Regions from separate parts of the Mus musculus genome. Here regions 1, 3 and 4 are each linked to region 2. The links are chromatin contacts, called in public ChIA-PET and capture Hi-C maps. All regions are on one chromosome and are shown on one strand. Each heading gives the region's core, a stretch centred on a gene start, on an enhancer-like site or on the middle of the called end of the contact. The rest is flanking DNA. Distances are from core to core; before and after follow the strand shown.

What was found. ChIA-PET counts read pairs in DNA pulled down with a chosen protein or histone mark. Capture Hi-C pulls out chosen DNA fragments and counts their contacts.
Region 1: a capture Hi-C map of embryonic stem cells shows a contact between it and region 2, with 2.9 times the contacts expected there. The contact joins the promoter of Elob here to the promoter of Ccnf in region 2. A contact is called at or near these places in 1 of 39 promoter capture datasets (neural stem cells), 1 of 484 Hi-C or Micro-C datasets (embryonic stem cells), 2 of 115 datasets of contacts at active chromatin or transcription factors (pancreatic cancer cells and pro-B cells) and 1 of 9 other capture datasets (embryonic stem cells).
Region 3: a contact with region 2 is called in an RNA polymerase II ChIA-PET map of memory CD8 T cells, with 33 read pairs. The contact joins the promoter of Srrm2 here to the promoter of Ccnf in region 2. A contact is called at or near these places in 2 of 39 promoter capture datasets (cranial neural crest and neural stem cells), 1 of 484 Hi-C or Micro-C datasets (embryonic stem cells), 1 of 115 datasets of contacts at active chromatin or transcription factors (memory CD8 T cells) and 1 of 9 other capture datasets (liver).
Region 4: an RNA polymerase II ChIA-PET map of memory CD8 T cells shows a contact between it and region 2, with 49 read pairs. The contact joins the promoter of Tbl3 here to the promoter of Ccnf in region 2. A contact is called at or near these places in 3 of 115 datasets of contacts at active chromatin or transcription factors (bone marrow-derived macrophages, memory CD8 T cells and pancreatic cancer cells).

The regions. Positions count from the first base shown.
Region 1 is chr17:23,826,921-23,831,226 of GRCm38.p6, reverse strand. It overlaps Elob (elongin B), which reads left to right and starts at 2,118. Exons shown (of 4, transcript NM_026305.2): 1 at 2,118-2,144; 2 at 2,249-2,383; 3 at 3,654-3,759. The coding sequence starts at 2,142.
Region 2 is chr17:24,249,757-24,253,881 of GRCm38.p6, reverse strand. It overlaps Ccnf (cyclin F), which reads left to right and starts at 2,473. Exons shown (of 17, transcript NM_007634.4): 1 at 2,473-2,587. The coding sequence starts at 2,572.
Region 3 is chr17:23,800,512-23,804,538 of GRCm38.p6, reverse strand. It overlaps Srrm2 (serine/arginine repetitive matrix 2), which reads right to left and starts at 1,314. Exons shown (of 15, transcript NM_001368687.1): 1 at 1,141-1,314. It overlaps Gm52285 (a long non-coding RNA gene), which reads left to right and starts at 767. Exons shown (of 2, transcript XR_003952234.1): 1 at 767-849.
Region 4 is chr17:24,706,349-24,710,313 of GRCm38.p6, reverse strand. Tbl3 (transducin (beta)-like 3) reads left to right here and starts at 2,661. Exons shown (of 22, transcript NM_145396.4): 1 at 2,661-2,790. The coding sequence starts at 2,750.

The sequences.
Region 1 (4,306 bases), core at 869-3,368, 420 kb after region 2:
CTGTAACTCCAGCTACAGGGAACCCCTGGCCTCCCAGGCACGACACTCACATGTACAGACCCCACACAAACATATAATTAAAAATAAAAATGTTTAAATAGGGTGGGAATGTCTCTAGCAGAGAATTTAGTATTGTAATATGATTAAAATGAGGAAAGCTCACTCTAGGTAGGTATGGTGGCTACTGAGTTCAAGGCCAGCCTGGCTTAAGAGTATCAGGAAAACTTGCTCCAAACAGAGCTAGTTAGCACTTTGTTCCTATTTCCCTAACAAGCTCAGACAGACAATTCTCCCAGATCCTACAACTTAGGGCCACCCATTAGCCTTGTCTGAAACTCTGATGGTTGCCCACCACTGGCAGAGAAGCTGAGAGGGCCTTTGGTCTTATAATTTAGGATGGCACAAATCAGTGTTCGAAGGGTCTGAAAAATCAAGCCTACAGACCTTTCTGGGAACTGAATCTAGGACGGAAGGTGAGCTGTTGACCCAGGTTCCTGGAGGGAGAGGACAATATCCTGTCTTCTTCAGTCCCAGGAAATGTACCAGAGATAGTAAAAGGAATGAAGATAATCCAAAGAGCCACTGTCCTTTTGTTCCCCACCCCTCTTTGACTATCAGTCTGTAAGGATACATGATTCTCCAAAGAATGATACCCCAGACTCAAATAGTATGTAAATGCAAAGAATGTTTTAAGCTGCACAAGTCCAGCATGCTGGGGTCTCCTATTACCAAGATAGAGACACCCAAGTGAGCTTTCAGGCCTGATTTAAAGCACATTAGAGAATTCCAGTGTAGGTGACCTCTATGTTAATCTGTTGTGCACATCTCTACAGAATTCTATTAACATGGTGTGGGGACTAGAAACTTGCTGGGGAGGTCTGGGAACTGTTACTAAGTAGCTGAGGATGTCTGGAAACTGCTGCTGACCCACTGTCCTTGCATCAGACGAGGTAGTTGGGACAGTCCATTACCTGGACATGAAGGCTGGAGCCTAGGGTTTTGTTTTGTTTTGTTTTTTTAAATCATCAATTGACTTCCCTGGACTTGCCCAGTTTTTAGGCCTAGTGTCCTTAACTGCCAATTTGAAGTCTGTCGTGAAGTCAGCCTAGCCTTCTCAAGGCTGTTAAAAACAATGGTCTCCAAGTAATCAGGATTTCCCCAGGAATCTCATGTTGGAATAAGGAAGGGTTTGACCTGAAACAGATGTCACAGCTCATCAGGCCATCTTGTAGGACAGTCAAATGATGGGCCATACCTTGCCTAACACTACTCATTTGTTCCATTTCAGTTTAAACAAACTCCACAGTCGACTTGGGAAAGTCACTGGACCTCTTCTTATGGCCACATTAAGTAAACCTATCAATGCTTTTCACTATTAACACTTTTTAGTTGGTGTACTGGGACCAGGTGGCCAAGTCTAGCTAGAGTGGACCCTAATAACTACAGCAGAAGTCTCGAAGAGCAATAGTTTCTCTAGCTCCTAAGAGGCCACAAAGCATGGCTGAATTGGATTTAACAAACCCTTAGACCCAAGCCTAGAGCTGGATGAGGAGAATACACAGTGGTGATCTTAGATCCAAAATTGTACATCGTCTCAAAATGGCTGTAAAGTTACCCCTCACATTCCCTGCAAGAGCTTGACCCATAAATAAACGTGGGCTGGAGAGATGGCTCGATGATTATGAGGACTGGCTGTTCTTCGAGGAGTTAGCTAGGTTCGATTTCCTGCACCCCACACGACCAGAGGACCCGACGGCCCTCTTCTGGCCTTCCCAAGCATTGCATGTAACAGTTGCATAGGCATAAATGCAGATAAAACACTCATATAAAATTGTTCATGGCAGATATGCATGAGTAGCTCTCCGTGACTCACTCTCTACGCCCCAAAGCAAGCCCAGCTTGCACCACGGATCCGAGACGGGCTCAATATATAACCACCTATAACCCAGACACCGAGATGGCGGCCAAGCACAGGAAGTGGCTTCCGGATCGCTTAAGATGGCCGCAACGGCGTGGGAGGGGCTGCAGGATAGGGGGCGGGGCGGGCGGGGCCGCGCAGAGCACGCTGGGTCGCGCTTGGGCTGCCGGGAAGGGGCGGAGCGCGGCCGCGCCGGCGCGTCGAGCCAGAAGCAGCCGCCGGGATGGTGAGCGGGCGCGGGGGGGAGGGGCGCGGGGCCGGGGGCGGCGGGGGCTCCGGGGCCACGCCGGGGGCCGCGGGCTAGCGCTGACGCGGGCCCGCCGTCCTCAGGACGTGTTTCTCATGATCCGGCGCCACAAGACCACCATCTTTACGGACGCCAAGGAGTCGAGCACCGTGTTCGAACTGAAGCGCATCGTCGAGGGCATCCTCAAGCGGCCGCCAGAGGAGCAGCGGCTTTACAAGGTGCGACGAGCGGGCGTGGCGGTTGCGCGCGCGGGGGTCCAGACAGGACACTTAACAAGGAGGTCTCTTGATCGTGCTGAAGAGCCGGCAGCATCAGGTCTCCCGGCAGCCGCCCCGCCCTGCCAGGCCGTCTTGCTCAGCGGTTGGGGAAACCGAGGCCTCGATAATCTTACGCAGCCGAAGGTCGTGGCAGAGCCAGGGTTTGTTCCTGGCTAGCCACCTTCGGCCTGTCGGGAGCCCACCGGAATCCCACTGTCACAGGGTGGGGTGGAACTCGAGGAATGCAAGTGTTGTTTAGAAGATAGGTCAAGATCCCACCAGTGATTCACCCAGCCAGTGTTTACCCTCGCCAGTCTTCTGATGTTCTAGAAACACTTGGCATTCAAGCTCACCTCCAGAAGCCAGCTCCAGTTTTGAATAAGCTAGCCTGCGGAGTTGGGTCCTCATGCCCCAATCCCGAGTCAGGCTTCCCAGAAGCGTGCCAGTAATCTAAATACATTGAGCTAATTCCAGCTGTAACTCCAGATTAGAGCCTGGATTCATGTCTCTAAAGGGCTTTTCTCACTGATACCCACTGATCTTTTTCTTGAAAGACCCTCTGCTGGTCTAGGAACCACATAGTGTTTTTAGTGCTGCTTTCTATGCTCCTCATAATTCCCGTTTTAAGGTTAAGGTTGATTTTTAAAAGAAAGGTGGGGAGTGGAGAGAAAAACTTGATAGGACTCAGGGGTGCAGCTGTGTTTAGTGTTAACATAACCTGTATGAAAGCCTAGGTTAGATCACCAGGCGGAAAAAACTGGGCAATAATCCTGTTTGGGAGCTAGATGTAGGAGGATCAGAATTTCAAGAACAAAATACTGTTTGAGATATTTTCTCAAAAAAAAAAAAAATTCCAACTACCTTTTGAATTAGATATATCTAGAGAGCTTGGAAAAGCCAGAATTCAGAGGCCTGTGAGTTTTATTTTTGTGTGTGTGATACCTGCTCTCATACAGTCCAGGTGCTCAGGTGCTCTGGAGGCCAAAGGGATCAGATCTCATGGAAGTGGAATTGTGAACCAATCTATATGGGTGCTAGAAAATGCCCTTGGAAGTCTCTGCCAGAGCTTTTAGCTGCTGTAAGCCATCAGTGCAGTCAGAGCTGGAAATTCTTGGATATAGTCCTGGAATATGTGTTTTATACTTAGGGATGCCTCTTCCTAAGTTCCTCACCTAAGTTGGCTGTCTTTGGGACCTTAGGACCTCTCCCTAAACCCTGCTTCTCTCTTCAGGATGACCAGCTCCTTGATGATGGCAAAACTCTGGGCGAGTGTGGCTTCACTAGCCAGACAGCACGGCCACAGGCCCCAGCCACAGTGGGCCTGGCCTTCCGAGCAGGTAAGATGGCTAACCTGGATGGATGGTAGCTAGCATCTGGTAACATCCAAAGAACAACAACTTTGGAAGCCTATACTGCTCCTCTGAGCTTTTAGGGAATACCTTTTCAGTCCACAAAGATCATGAAGTATTTGTTTCCTTGTTAAAAAACAAAGCATAGGGACTGGAGACATAGCTCAGCAATTTAAGGGTAGCTCTTCCAGAGGAGTTGGGTTCCATTCTAGGTCAGAAGTGTAATTGTACATCAGGGGACTGAAGCCTTCTTTAGTGTTCTTGAGCACCAGGCATGTACTTGGAGCAGACTTACATGCAAAGGGCCCATACACATAATTTTTAAAACTTGAAACATAAACAAGAGGTGTGGAAATTAAAGGTAACTTGTAGGTTCCTGGTACCACCCACATTTTTAACAGGATTTATTGAGTCCATGGCCTTATTCCACCTGATCTTTTTGTTTGTTTTCTAGAAAGAGTTTATCTATATAGTTTGGTTTTCTGTTTTTTAGACCCAGAGTTTAGTCCTGGCTGACCTGTAATTTGCTCTGCCT
Region 2 (4,125 bases), core at 1,224-3,723:
TCATTACTTTGACTAACCTAGTTAAAATGCCCAATCAGAACTTACCAACATGTCCTACCTCATTCTAACACAGACCTCCACCTTTTTGCCTCTTAAAATTAATACTTGCAAACTTATTTGCTACAGTGTCTGCCCATTCAGATTCAGCCACCTTGTCTCTTTGCCTTGCTTAATAGATCTCTTTACATTTGGTTTGTGCTTGGAAATTGCTGCTTGGATGTGGTCTGTGCCTCCCTGAAATACATGGGCTCCTCAGCTCCCAAGAGCTGACTTTCCTGAGATTTCTCATCCCATGAAGCCCAATGGGGATGGATATACCTCATACTCTGGTGGAGTAGCTCTTAGCCATAGGGGTTCAACAGTGGTAGGACCAGGAGGCAGGACATGATCAGATCTACAGCCAAGAGAACACCTGGTTCCTAAAACATAAAAATATTTTGGCCAAGTGAAGTTGTCTTAGTTAGGGTTTTACTGCTATGAACAGATGCCATAACCAGCACAACTCTTATAGGGACATTTAATTGGGGCTGGCTTACAGATTCAGAGGTTCAGTCCATTATCATCAAGACGGGAACATGGTAGCATCCAGGCAGGCATGGTGCAGGAGGAGCTGAGAGTTCTACATCTTCATCTGTATCAGTATTCTGCTAGCACTGGCTTCCAGGAAGCTAGGATGGGGGTCTTAAAGCCCATACCACAGTGACACACCGACTACAACAGGAACACACTTTCTAATAGTGCCACTCCCTGGGCCAAACATATTCAAACGTGACAGAAGTGGTACCTAACTATAAGCCAACAGTCAGGAAGCTGGAGCAGGACAGACCTCACGTTATAGGTCAGCCTGGGCTTCGTGGGGTTTTCTAGTTTGCTTTCTGTTCTAACAAACAACAGGACCAAAAACAATTTATTTGTCTTACACTTCTAGGTCACAACCCATCATTGAAGGAAGTCAGAGCCGGAGCTCAACCAAGGCAGGACCATGGACCAGTGCTGTCTGGCTGATGCTCAGCTAGCTTTCTTATATAGCCTAGACACACCTACCTAGGGATGGCACCACCAGAGGTGGTGAGAGGCTGAACCCTCTCAGTCATCAATCATACCAATCCCTCACAGACATGGCCACAGACCAGTCTGATATGGGCAATCACATAACTGAGTCTCCCTCAGATGACTCTAAGCAGTGTCAGGTTGTTAGCTGAAGGGCATTGGGAGACCCTTTATCAAAACCAACAAAACCCGCCTCCAATAAATAATAGAAACTGAAATTGAGTAGGATACAAAACAAGGTAGAGCAAAAAAAAAAAAAAAGACAACTGATCAACTGATGACTTTGTAACTCTGATTAACCAGGGGACCAGATAGATTGTTATGTATTCTGAAATGTGATGGACAGCGGGTTTGCTCATTGTTAGATTTAGTTTTTTTAATACCTTCCAGAGGCTACCAAAAGCAAATTCTGAAAACAGCACTTCTGTCCCAAGTAACAAAGTACAAAAGGAGGAAGATAAAAAAGTAACAAAGTAGCTGGGTGGTGGTGCCACATGCCTTTAATCACAGCACTCGGGAGGCAGAGGCAGGCGGATTTCTGAGTTCAAGGCCAGCCTGGTCTACAGAGTGAGTTGCAGGTCAGCCAGGGCTACACAGAGAAACCCTGTCTCGAAGAAAAGAAAAAGTAACAAATTGGAAAACAGTATAGTCTTCCGGAAAAGAGACAGTGTGAGGGTTCCCCATGGAGATCAGCAGCAATGGGGAGCAAATCCCAAGTCTTGCTCTAGGGTTCTCTAATATTCTGTGCTGTGAACAGCCATTCCCTATTAACTGTCTCAGACCCACTAGAGGTCTTGCTATCCAGCTTCCAGCACAGGTCAGATACAGTGAGCATGCTGGCTTCGGGGAGGGGATGAAGGCTGACCCAAGCTGTGGGGATAAGCCTGGGCCTATTCCTCGCTCTCCACCCTCAAGAGACCACTTGTCTTTTCTCGACAGATCATCTCATGAGAATACGGAACATGTACTCGAGTGAACACATCGCTCAGCAGACTGTGACTGTGGCTGTGGCTGCCCGGCATCGGAGCCCAGCTTCTGCAATTTCCACATCAGTGTTGGAGTTGGCGCCTCCAAATGCAGTCTCCTCGGCCGGAAGCTCGCGTGGGAGGGACAGGTAGTAAGCCACGACCAACTCCGGACGGTAGGACAAGTCTTGGAGGGAGAAGACCAGCCCTCTCTGCCTCCGGGCGGGCTTTTTAGGATAGCCCGCCGGCGCCAGCTGAACTCCTCCGTCCCCCGCCCAGCGGAGAAGGCGGGTCAACCACGAGCGATAAGCCAATAGACAGCCAGCGTTTGAATTCGCGTCCTGGTGTAGCCAATCACAAATGCCCAGAGCCTGCGGGGCAGGAGAGGCTAGTGATCTGGGGGGCGTAACTCTGTGGTCCTACCAGTAGGAGCTCCCGGCGCGTTTGAAAACGGGGCGGGGGTGGGGCCCGCGCCTGCGTGAGGCGCTCCGTGCACTTGCCCCAGGCGCGGGCGCGCTTGAGAGCGGTCTAAAGCGGCAGTGGAGGGAGCTCGGCGATGGGGAGCGGCGGTGGTGAGTGCTGGCGGGAGCCGGGTAGGCGATAGGTCATACGGAACGGAGGCCGGAGGAGCATGGACTCGGGCCCCTGTGACCCGGGAGTGCGCGTCGCATCCCCCAAAGCACGGGGTAGGCACGTATCCCCGACTGCGAGCCCGCCCGCGCGGTTTAAATGCCCGCCCGGCGCCTATGCCTCTCCTGTTACCCCAGGGCTATTTAGGTTCTCTACTTAGCAAACTACGATTTTACTTATCTGTGAAGTCGTGGGCAATCCACACGATATAGAGCGATCTCAGGCCCTGTCCGGACTCTTGTGGGCGGCTTGATCACCTGAGGGTTGGCTGAGGCCACAGGATCTGCCCCGTGAAAACGTCTCACGACCTGGGGGTGCGATTTCACTTGTTAGAGTGGTTAAACACTTCCAGACATGCTCTAGAGCACACGAGTCAAGAAACTGTTATGATAATATTCTTAGAATGTTTGGGAATTATAGCTCTCTGGGTATACATTTGGCCTTTGCTGTAAATTTGGTTTCCAATAAGACTCAGGTGAAGAGTTTGGGAGTGGACAGTCTCTTAGAGACCTCCTGATGGAAAGCCCGAGGTCAGCCACTTTTGCCTCAGTGTGAGGAGGAAAAATAGGTAGAAAGATAGGCGCATTTATAAGTAGGAAGGCAGGACCTTGGGGGGGGGGGGTAATGTGGGGGCCCTTTGTGAAATAGGGAAAAAAGCCATAGGCGTTGAATGAAGAATGAATTGCTGAAGTAAATATTGGAACAACCCACTGTGGAGGAGAAGAGCTCATCTGAAGAGCATGTCTGGGTCCAGTTGCTGTGTGCCTGAGTTCTCAACATGTGGGCGCGACTCCATTGGGGGGGTCACACGACCTTTTCACAGGAGTTGCAGATCAGACATCCTGCATATCAGATATTTACATTAAGATTCATAACCGTAGCAAAATTACAGTTATGAAGTAGCAATGAAGGTATTTTATGGTTGGGGGTCACTGCAGCATGAGGAACTGAGTGTATTAAAGGGTCCACGGTGCTAGGAAGGGGTGATTTTGCACTGTAAGCTGAGTGTGGAAGACCCCTCTGTTTGGGGACTGGGGAGCTCTCACCATCTGCCAAGCTGAGAGCTGCTCTGGGATGGATCTGGCCTCCATGTTCTACAGAACGGCCTGCTAATTTGAGTTCCCAGTCTATGCTATGCAAGTCCCTTGGTCAACCATATGCTGATAGTCACATGTTCAAATATAAACAATGTAAGCTGGCCATAGTGACTAATACTTAGAATGCAGTACTTGGCAGGTAGAGGTAGGGGAATCAGGAGTTCAAGGGTAACCTCAGCTAATGTTAGTGAATTTGAGGCCAGCCTGGGCTATAGCAAAAGTCCAAGGGATCTTACTGACTGGTTGTGAGCTAGCCTTCACTGCTGAGCAGTTTCTTGGCCCCAAAAGTACCTTCTTGAGTACAGTTCAAGGAAAACTGAATGTTCATCAGTGTCGACTGCTTTCTCCAGCTCTGGTTGTCATGTAGATCTTGGATTAGAAAA
Region 3 (4,027 bases), core at 65-2,564, 450 kb after region 2:
GTCATCACCAAGTAATGGCTGACTGAAGCCAGGCTATTAAGTCAAGAATTTTTTCCCCATCGAAAAGCTCTAAAAGGCTTAGCTTTAATATTTGAGGAGACCTTTTTAAAAACAGGGTAGGAGCCGGGTGTGGAGGCAGAGGCAGACGGATTTCTGAGTTCGAGGCCAGCCTGGTCTACAGAGTGAGTTCCAGGACAGCCAGAGAAACCCTGTCTCCGGGGAAAAAAAAAACAAAAAACAAAAACCAGGGTAGGAGCCAGACATGGTGTCTCATGCCTTTGATCCCACAGAGGCAGGCAGATTTCTTGAGTTCAATGCTAGCCTGATCTACACGGTTAGTGCCAGACCAACCAAGACTATTTAGAGGCCCTAGCTCATAAAACCAAACCGTAAAAAAGAAATAAAATAACAGGGTTGAAAGGAGCACATTGGTCTTCCTTATACACGCAGGCTGAATACTTTCGCGGTTTTATTATCCTCACTTTTTAAGACTTGGGGATCCCCCACCCCCACGCACACACTCACAGCCTCTGATACTAACGAGGACGAACGGTTTAAATCCTGGCCTCCGAAAGTTCAAGGCCTCCTCCCGCCGCCCACTGGGCAGCCCAGCTTATTTTCGGCCTCGAGGAGGGGGGAGGGGGCCACGCGGCGCCCCGCGGTCTGGGCGGCTCTGGCCGTTTCTCAGGCCCCTAGCAGGGCCCGTGGACCCACGCCGGAGCCGATCGAGGAGAGGTACCAGCAGGTCCGAAGCTCGGGCGGGGGACAAGTACCTCCGCTGCCGCCCTCTCCCCGCCCCCTAAAAGACCGAAGAGGACGACCGCGGAACGACGGCCTCCTCAGCCCCAGGTAGAGCAAAGGAGAGAAGCAGAGCCTCGCGCAATGCTGTCTCACCGGGGGCGCGCGGACGAGACCAGGCGGCCGCGCGCGCCGCGGCCGTGTGGGGGAGGGGCGGAGGAGTTGAAGGCCGCGCGTCCCAGGAACCGCGGGAGGGGGAGGGGAGGAAGGGAAGGCGACCGCGCCGGCCGAGGCGACGAGCACGCGTGCGCGCGGCGGCCTGGGCCGTTCTCCCCGCGCTCTAGCCTCCGGCCCAGCCCGCCGCCCCTCCCCCACCCGGCTAGCGCGCTCCCTTTCTCTCACCCGCCGCCGCCGCCTCCGGCCGCCGACTGTCAAACAGGGAGGTCCCGCCGCAGCTGCTGCTTAAGTTTTCGTATCCCTCGGAGCCTGAAGCCGCCGCCTCGTCGGTCCGCCCGCCTCAGCCGCCGCCGCCGCCGCCTCCTCGCTTCCTCAGGGGCCGCAGCGGGCTTCGACTGCGCCACTCGCACCCCGCCTGGGCAGCGTTGCGCGTCAGCACGACCTAGTGCGTCAGCACGCAATCATGAGAGCCGCTGGGCCCTCTGGGAACCGTAGTGCGTCGTGCGCAGGCGTTGAAGCCACAAGGAGGACCTTAGGCGAAGGGACGTGCTACTGAAAAGTCGAAAAACCCCGAGTCCCGTCGGGCACTGCGGGGAAAGGCGTGGCTCCGTACCGAAGCTGCAAGGTCGGCTGAAAAAAAACTTCTGTAGGAGGGGGGAGGGGCGCGGGGGCCGCAACCCACAACACCCGGGAGTAGCTCAGACGCACGCCTTCCGCGCACAGAGTTCTGGGAGCTGTAGTTCGGTTTTAGAGAGAAAACGCGTAAGACTCCTCCGCTAGGCAGGGTCGCCATTTTATGTGACCGTGTTGGGTGGCAGTGGCTCAGCAGCTTTACCTAGTCACTGTGACCATGGTTTTCTTTAATGTGTACGAGGCCCCACAGCACCGAGTCTTCTTCGCAGGAAGAGGTGCTTCAGAGTCAAGCCACCTGACAGCTCTGGAGCCACTTGAACCCGGCTTCTGGCCCAGTATCCGGTGCTTTCCACAGTTTCCACCTCTGTAGTCCTATCTGAAGTGGGGCTTGCAGACCACTAAAAAATACTTTCTCTTACCTTTGGGCAAAGAGACTAAGTGATTACTTTTCGCCTATAGAGACTATGCCATGTAAGTGGAGGAATGTGAGAATGCAGTTCCATTTCCTGGCCCTATAGCACGGTTCCGGGAGTTTGTCCCAGTGCCTCTCACTCGGTAGCAAGGGCCCCACCACTGAGGCACTGAAAGATCCTGGCAGAATGTAAAAGGACACAGAAGCCCTGAAATTGGCAAGATAGACGTCAGTGTTAGCAGAACTAGCTTCACTGATTTAGAAAAATAGAGGTGCACAATGCTCTGGCCACTCCTTGAACCTGTGTGTCTGCCAATGTTCTGACCAGGTGTGTGCTCATTGCTGCACCTTCATTAGACTCTCCTTGTACCCCTCCATACCCATTTCTTGAGAATAGACATTGTTTAGATCTGGAAATCCCCTAATCTCCCCCTTCTCCTTTCCCCCCTGAGGGCCTATAAAAACTGGAAACTCTTTCCCCTCGAGGACGACTCCTCTACCCCTGCGTGGGATATGAGTTGTCCCCAGAGCTCTGGCTTTCCCCAAATAAAGCCTCATGTGGTTTGCAACAAGCTCGGTCTGTCATGAGTTCTTGGGTGTCCGATATTGTCCTGAGGCCTGAGCGAGGGGCTCCTCTCGGAGTCTTTCAGCACTCCCTGCTCATCATATTTCTTCGTCTTCCTTTTCATCTTCGTCTTCCCCTCCTCCTTCTTTTAACTTAGTGTGTTAACAAATATACGCATGTTTGTCTGTTGAAGGTGCACATGCGTGCAGTGCCTATAGAGGTCAGAGGTCAGATCCCCCAAAGATACGGTTAAGGGGCTTGGGAGGCAGCTTAGGTGGGTGCTGGAGCCAAACTTAGCTCCTCTGAATGAACAATTCTAAGGTCTCACTGAGCCGTCCCTCCAGCCTACTCCCATTAATTTTTAAAAGTCCTTTTTCCAGGGCTGATTAAAAGGTAGTCTTCCCCGGGGGGGGGGGGGGGGGGATAGGGAACTTTCGGGACAGCATTTGAAATGTATATAAAGAAAATATCTAATAATAAATAAATAAAAAGACACGAGGAAAAAAAAGTAGTCCCCCAGGAAGCAGAGCTGTAGGAAGCTGACCTTGTAGCCTTCAAGATAATGCCAGGTGGCCTTAACAGATGAGTATGAGAAATTAGATCTCGTATTGTTGTTTCTTTTCAATTTACCAACAAAAGGATATACTCAGGTATTAGAATTCCAAGATTGTGAAAGCCACCATCTGTGTAGGAATCTCAGTCCCATTTCTACCTTCAAGTCTCCAACACTTCTATAGTTCCATAAGCTGGGCACATCTTTGGAGCTAAGGTATTTTAGGTTGAAAGTAAAGGGTAGTGGCTTCTTTAAAGATTGTATCATTTCTTTTTTTTTAATTTATTTATAATTGTATGTAAGTATACTGTAGAAACACCAGAAGAGGGTGTCAGATTTCATTACGGATGGTTGTGAGCCACCATGTGGTTGCTGGGATTTGAACTCAGGACCTTCGAAAGAGCAATCAGTGCTCTTACCCACGGAGCCATCTCACCAGCCCAATTGTATCATTTCTAGATTGCTCCTATTTTGTGTCTGAATTAGTGTATTAAATGTTTGTGACCACCCCTCGGGGAAAATGCTCCTTTTCCACGACAACAGTGAGTTCCTTTATATGCCCACAATGAGACTTTCAAAATCAAATTAACATTGAAAGCTGGGCATGCTGGCACATGTCTGTAATCCCAGGACTCAAGAGATTGAGACAGAAAGATCCCTGTGAGTTCAAGGCCAGCCTGAGCTCTGGGTTAACCCTTTCTCAACAATAATAGCAGCAGGAATGTAGGACTAACAGGACTGGCTCAGCTAGGAAAGGAACTAAACCTAACCTGTAAGGCAGGAGAACAGAACCGACTTCTGCAAAGTTGTCCTCTCACTTTCTAATGTGTGGCATGACACCAACCCCCAGCCCCAAAACACATACATGAAATAAATAAATGGGTGAATGTAACATAGAGGCACTGGTATAATCTACAGATGTGGTAAGAGTTCTGGAATCTTGTTTTTA
Region 4 (3,965 bases), core at 1,412-3,911, 460 kb before region 2:
CCAATCAGCCATCCTGTTTTTCCTCAAAGTAACCAGCACTAAATTAGCAGGAGGAAGACACCAGAAACTTTCAAAACTCCAGGCTCTCAAGGAGAAGCTGGGCCTTGTCTCAGTGCCTCTTCTGCATCATGGAGGGTCTTTATGCCTGCTATGTGTATGATTTCCTACCCATAAAAACCAACTTTCTTCGCCTGCTCACTCTGTTTGTCCTGCTTGCCATCTTTGAGAGTTCTCTGCTGCCACCTGTTACACTTGAGTTTCTTTCCCCTGCCTTTTAATTCTTTTATTGGCAGAGAAAATGAGTCTAATCAAGACCCCTAGATGGTTACATCTTTCAGGACTGTTACATATTGACCATACCTGCTAAGGGGCAAATGTAAACATTTCCAGAAGCATTTAATAAAAGAAAATGGTTTATTTGAGACAGGTTTTCACTACAGAGTCTTGGGTGACTTGATATTCATTAAGTAGACCAAGCCAGTCTTGAATTCAGAGATCTGTTTGCCTCTGCCTCCTGAGTACTGGGATTAAAGGTATCTCCAACCATGCCTAGGCCAAAAGCACTTTAAAAATCCATGTTAAGATAAAAAGGCCTGGAAGGAGGGTGGTAATAGCACATGCCTTTAATTCCAGCACTCATGATTCAGAGGCAGGGGGAATCTCTGTGAGTTCAAAGCCAGCCTGGGCTAGATTGTTTCAAGTCAACCAGGCCAATAAAGACCATGTTGCGCGCCGGGCATTTGGGAGGCAGAGGCAGGCGAATTTCTGAGTTCGAGGCCAGTCTGGTCTACAGAGTGAGTTCCAGGGCCACACACAGAAACCCTGTCTCGAAAAACCAAAAAAAAAAAAAAAAAAGACCATGTTGCTTGTTTTCAGAAACACACACACACATACACACACACACAAACTGGCCTAGAGAGATGTCTGAGATGTCTCACTGAGTAACTGCTGCCAAGCCTGATAATCTGAGTTTAATCCCTGGGATCTACACAGTGGAAGAAAGAAGTTATTTCCAGGTCCTCTGTCTATACATATACTATGTGGAGTGGGCAGATGTGTGGCGCGCGCGCGTGCGCGCACACACACACACACACACACACACACACACACACACACACACACACACTAAATGATAACTTGAGGGTATCAGAGAGGCTGAAACAGAAAGAGCTTGAGCCTGAAGCCAGTCTAGATTATCACACAATTCCAGACCAGCCTAAAACTAACTGAATACATAATCAGACTCTTCCTTAATCATTTTTTTTCCCGAAACAGGGTTTTTCTGTGTAGCCTTGGCTGTGCTGAAACTTATGCTATAGACAAGGCCGACCCTGAATTCAGAGATCCACCTACCTCAGCTTACTGAGTGTAAATTAATTTTCTTTTTAAGATTTATTTATGTAACCAGTGTTCTGCCTGCATGTACGACTGCAGGACAGAAGAGGGCACTAGATCTCATTATGTATGTTTGTGAGTTACCATGTGTTTCCTGGAAATTGAACTCAGGATCTCTGGAGAAGCAGTCAGCACTCTTCACCACTGAGCCCTCTCCAGCCTGCAAGTTAATTTTAAAATTTATTTATAAAGTGCTCTATCTACATATACATCTGCATGCCAGAAAGGGACATTAGATCACATTATAAACAGCTGTCAGTCACCATGTGGTTGCTGGGAATTGAACTCAGGACCTCGGGAAGAGCAGCCAATGCTCTTAACCACTGAGCTATCTCTCCAGCCCTGCAAATTATTATTATTTTTTATTTATTATTTATTATTTTTATTTTTTTGGTTTTTCGAGACAGGGTTTCTCTGTATAGCCCTGGCTGTCCTGGAACTCACTTTGTAGACCAGGCTGGCCTCGAATTCAGAAATCCGCCTCCCTCTGCCTCCCGAGTGCTGGGATTAAAGGCGTGTGCCACCACGCCCGGCTACAAATTAATTTTTAATGAAAAGAAAACAAGCCGGAAGGACACGCCTTTAAATCCAGCAGTCGCGAAGTAGAAGTAAGCAGATCTTCAATAGAACGAGTTCTAGGACAACCAGTGCTTCAGAGAATCTGTATCTCGAAAAACACAAAAGGGAGTGGGGGGAGAGGGAGGGAAGGAGGAAAGGAGAGCGAGACAGACAGACAGTTACACACACACAAACACACATCGGGTTGGGGGCGGGGCACAGAGGCGAAAGTCCTGGACAAGATCTACAGAAGCATGTGATAGGGGAAGCTTTTTTTGTTTTGTTTTGTTTTGTTTTGTTTTTGTTTTTCGAGACAGGGTTTCTCTGTATAGCCCTGGCTGTCCTGGAGCTCACTTTGTAGACCAGGCTGGCCTCGATCTCCCCAGTGCTGAGATTAAAGGCGTGCGCCACCACGCCCGGCGATAGGGGAAGCTTTAAGCACCGCCGAGACACCAATCCGTTGTTGTAAAAGACATCTTGTCTAACAAAACCAAAAGAAAAAAAAAAAAAGGACAGGACAGTTAAGGAAAGGAAAGGAAAAAGGAAAGGAAAGGAAAACAGACCCAAATGAAAACAGTAAATAAGACGTTCTACTGCCAGCTGCCAGCATCCACACTGGATATGCCTTCGGCTCCCACTCCCAGTGGCAGCAGCCGGTCTCCCGGCGCGCATGTTGATGGCGTCAAGGAGTTGCGGCTCCTGACGTCATCACCGCGTGCCTTGAAGTACAGAGTAGCACACTGGCCGGTTCACGCGGGGAGAAAGGCTGCTGAACTTGGAGGCGCTGCCCTGGGACATGGCCGAGACTGCGGCGGGATTGTGCCGCTTCAAAGCCAAGTAAGTCCTCGGAGGAGGCGCGGACCCGAAGGGAAATGGGGAGGAACCGGAAAAGGGAGCCAGGAGTTTAGGAGGGGTGTTCATTGTGATAGCGGGGGCTCTGAGTCCTGAGCTCAGTCAGTTCCCCTGTGAACAGCTGCTGTTTAGTGCTAAGATAGGAAGAGGCTCTGCCTTTATTCATAGTGTGCAGTTTTCAGATAACTAATTTCCATCTGTCACTGAGTGGAATGGATTATGGCAAGGGAGCTCTTGCAAAGAAAAGCCTCGGTGCTGACAGCATCTCTGTTGATGGGTTAACTGGTTGCAGAGTCTCCGACGCTGCTTTTATTTTGATGGGCAGACTTCCACGGACTGGACTTAGGAGGTTGGAGGGCAGAGCATTTGAATTTGGAAAGCCCAGCCCAGCCCAAATAGAGGGCAGAAGCAAATGACCTGTTATAGTGCCTGGGCCAGGAGCAGTGACGCTGTGGTGTTGACTATTAAGAAAGATAGGCAAAGCTGGGCATGGTGGCTCACGCCTTAAATCCCAGCACTCGGGAGGCAGAGGCAGGCGGATTTCTGAGTTCGAGGCCAGCATGGTCTACAAAGTGAGTTCCAGGACAGCCAGGGCTACACAGAGAAACCCTGTCTCAAAAAGCAAACAAACAAAAAAGAAAAGAAAAGAAAGAAAGGAAGGCAGGCAAAAGTCCTTCTGGGCCAGGCAGGGTAATGTCACAAAAGCATGTGAGGTGTGAAAGAAGGGGAAGTTTAGGCACTGCAGAGACACCCCTCAGTTGTTTTAGAAGTCATTAGACAACAGAGATGAAAGCGCTGGTAAGAAACTCACTGAGGAGACTGCAATGGCCACCGCCATTACCTCCCAGAAAATTTCATCGGCTTGGACCAAAGCAGTAGAGGGAGTGGAAAAGAGGGCAGCTTTAGTCAGATCCCAGAAGTCACTGTTAGTCGGGAGAAACCAAATGACACTGAGGCTGGAGGAGTGGGGTGGCATGCTGGGCCTACTGGTCAAGACTTTGAGAGTATGTTACTATTCCTGGCCTCCCACAACTAGTAGAGAGCCCCCAAAAGACCTCAGTGCTGAAGCCTGGGCTGTTGGGCTTCCTTCACCTTGAGTCAGGCCCATCTCTTCAACCTGTCTGATGACCCCATGAGAGCCACTGGGGCATGCATCTCAG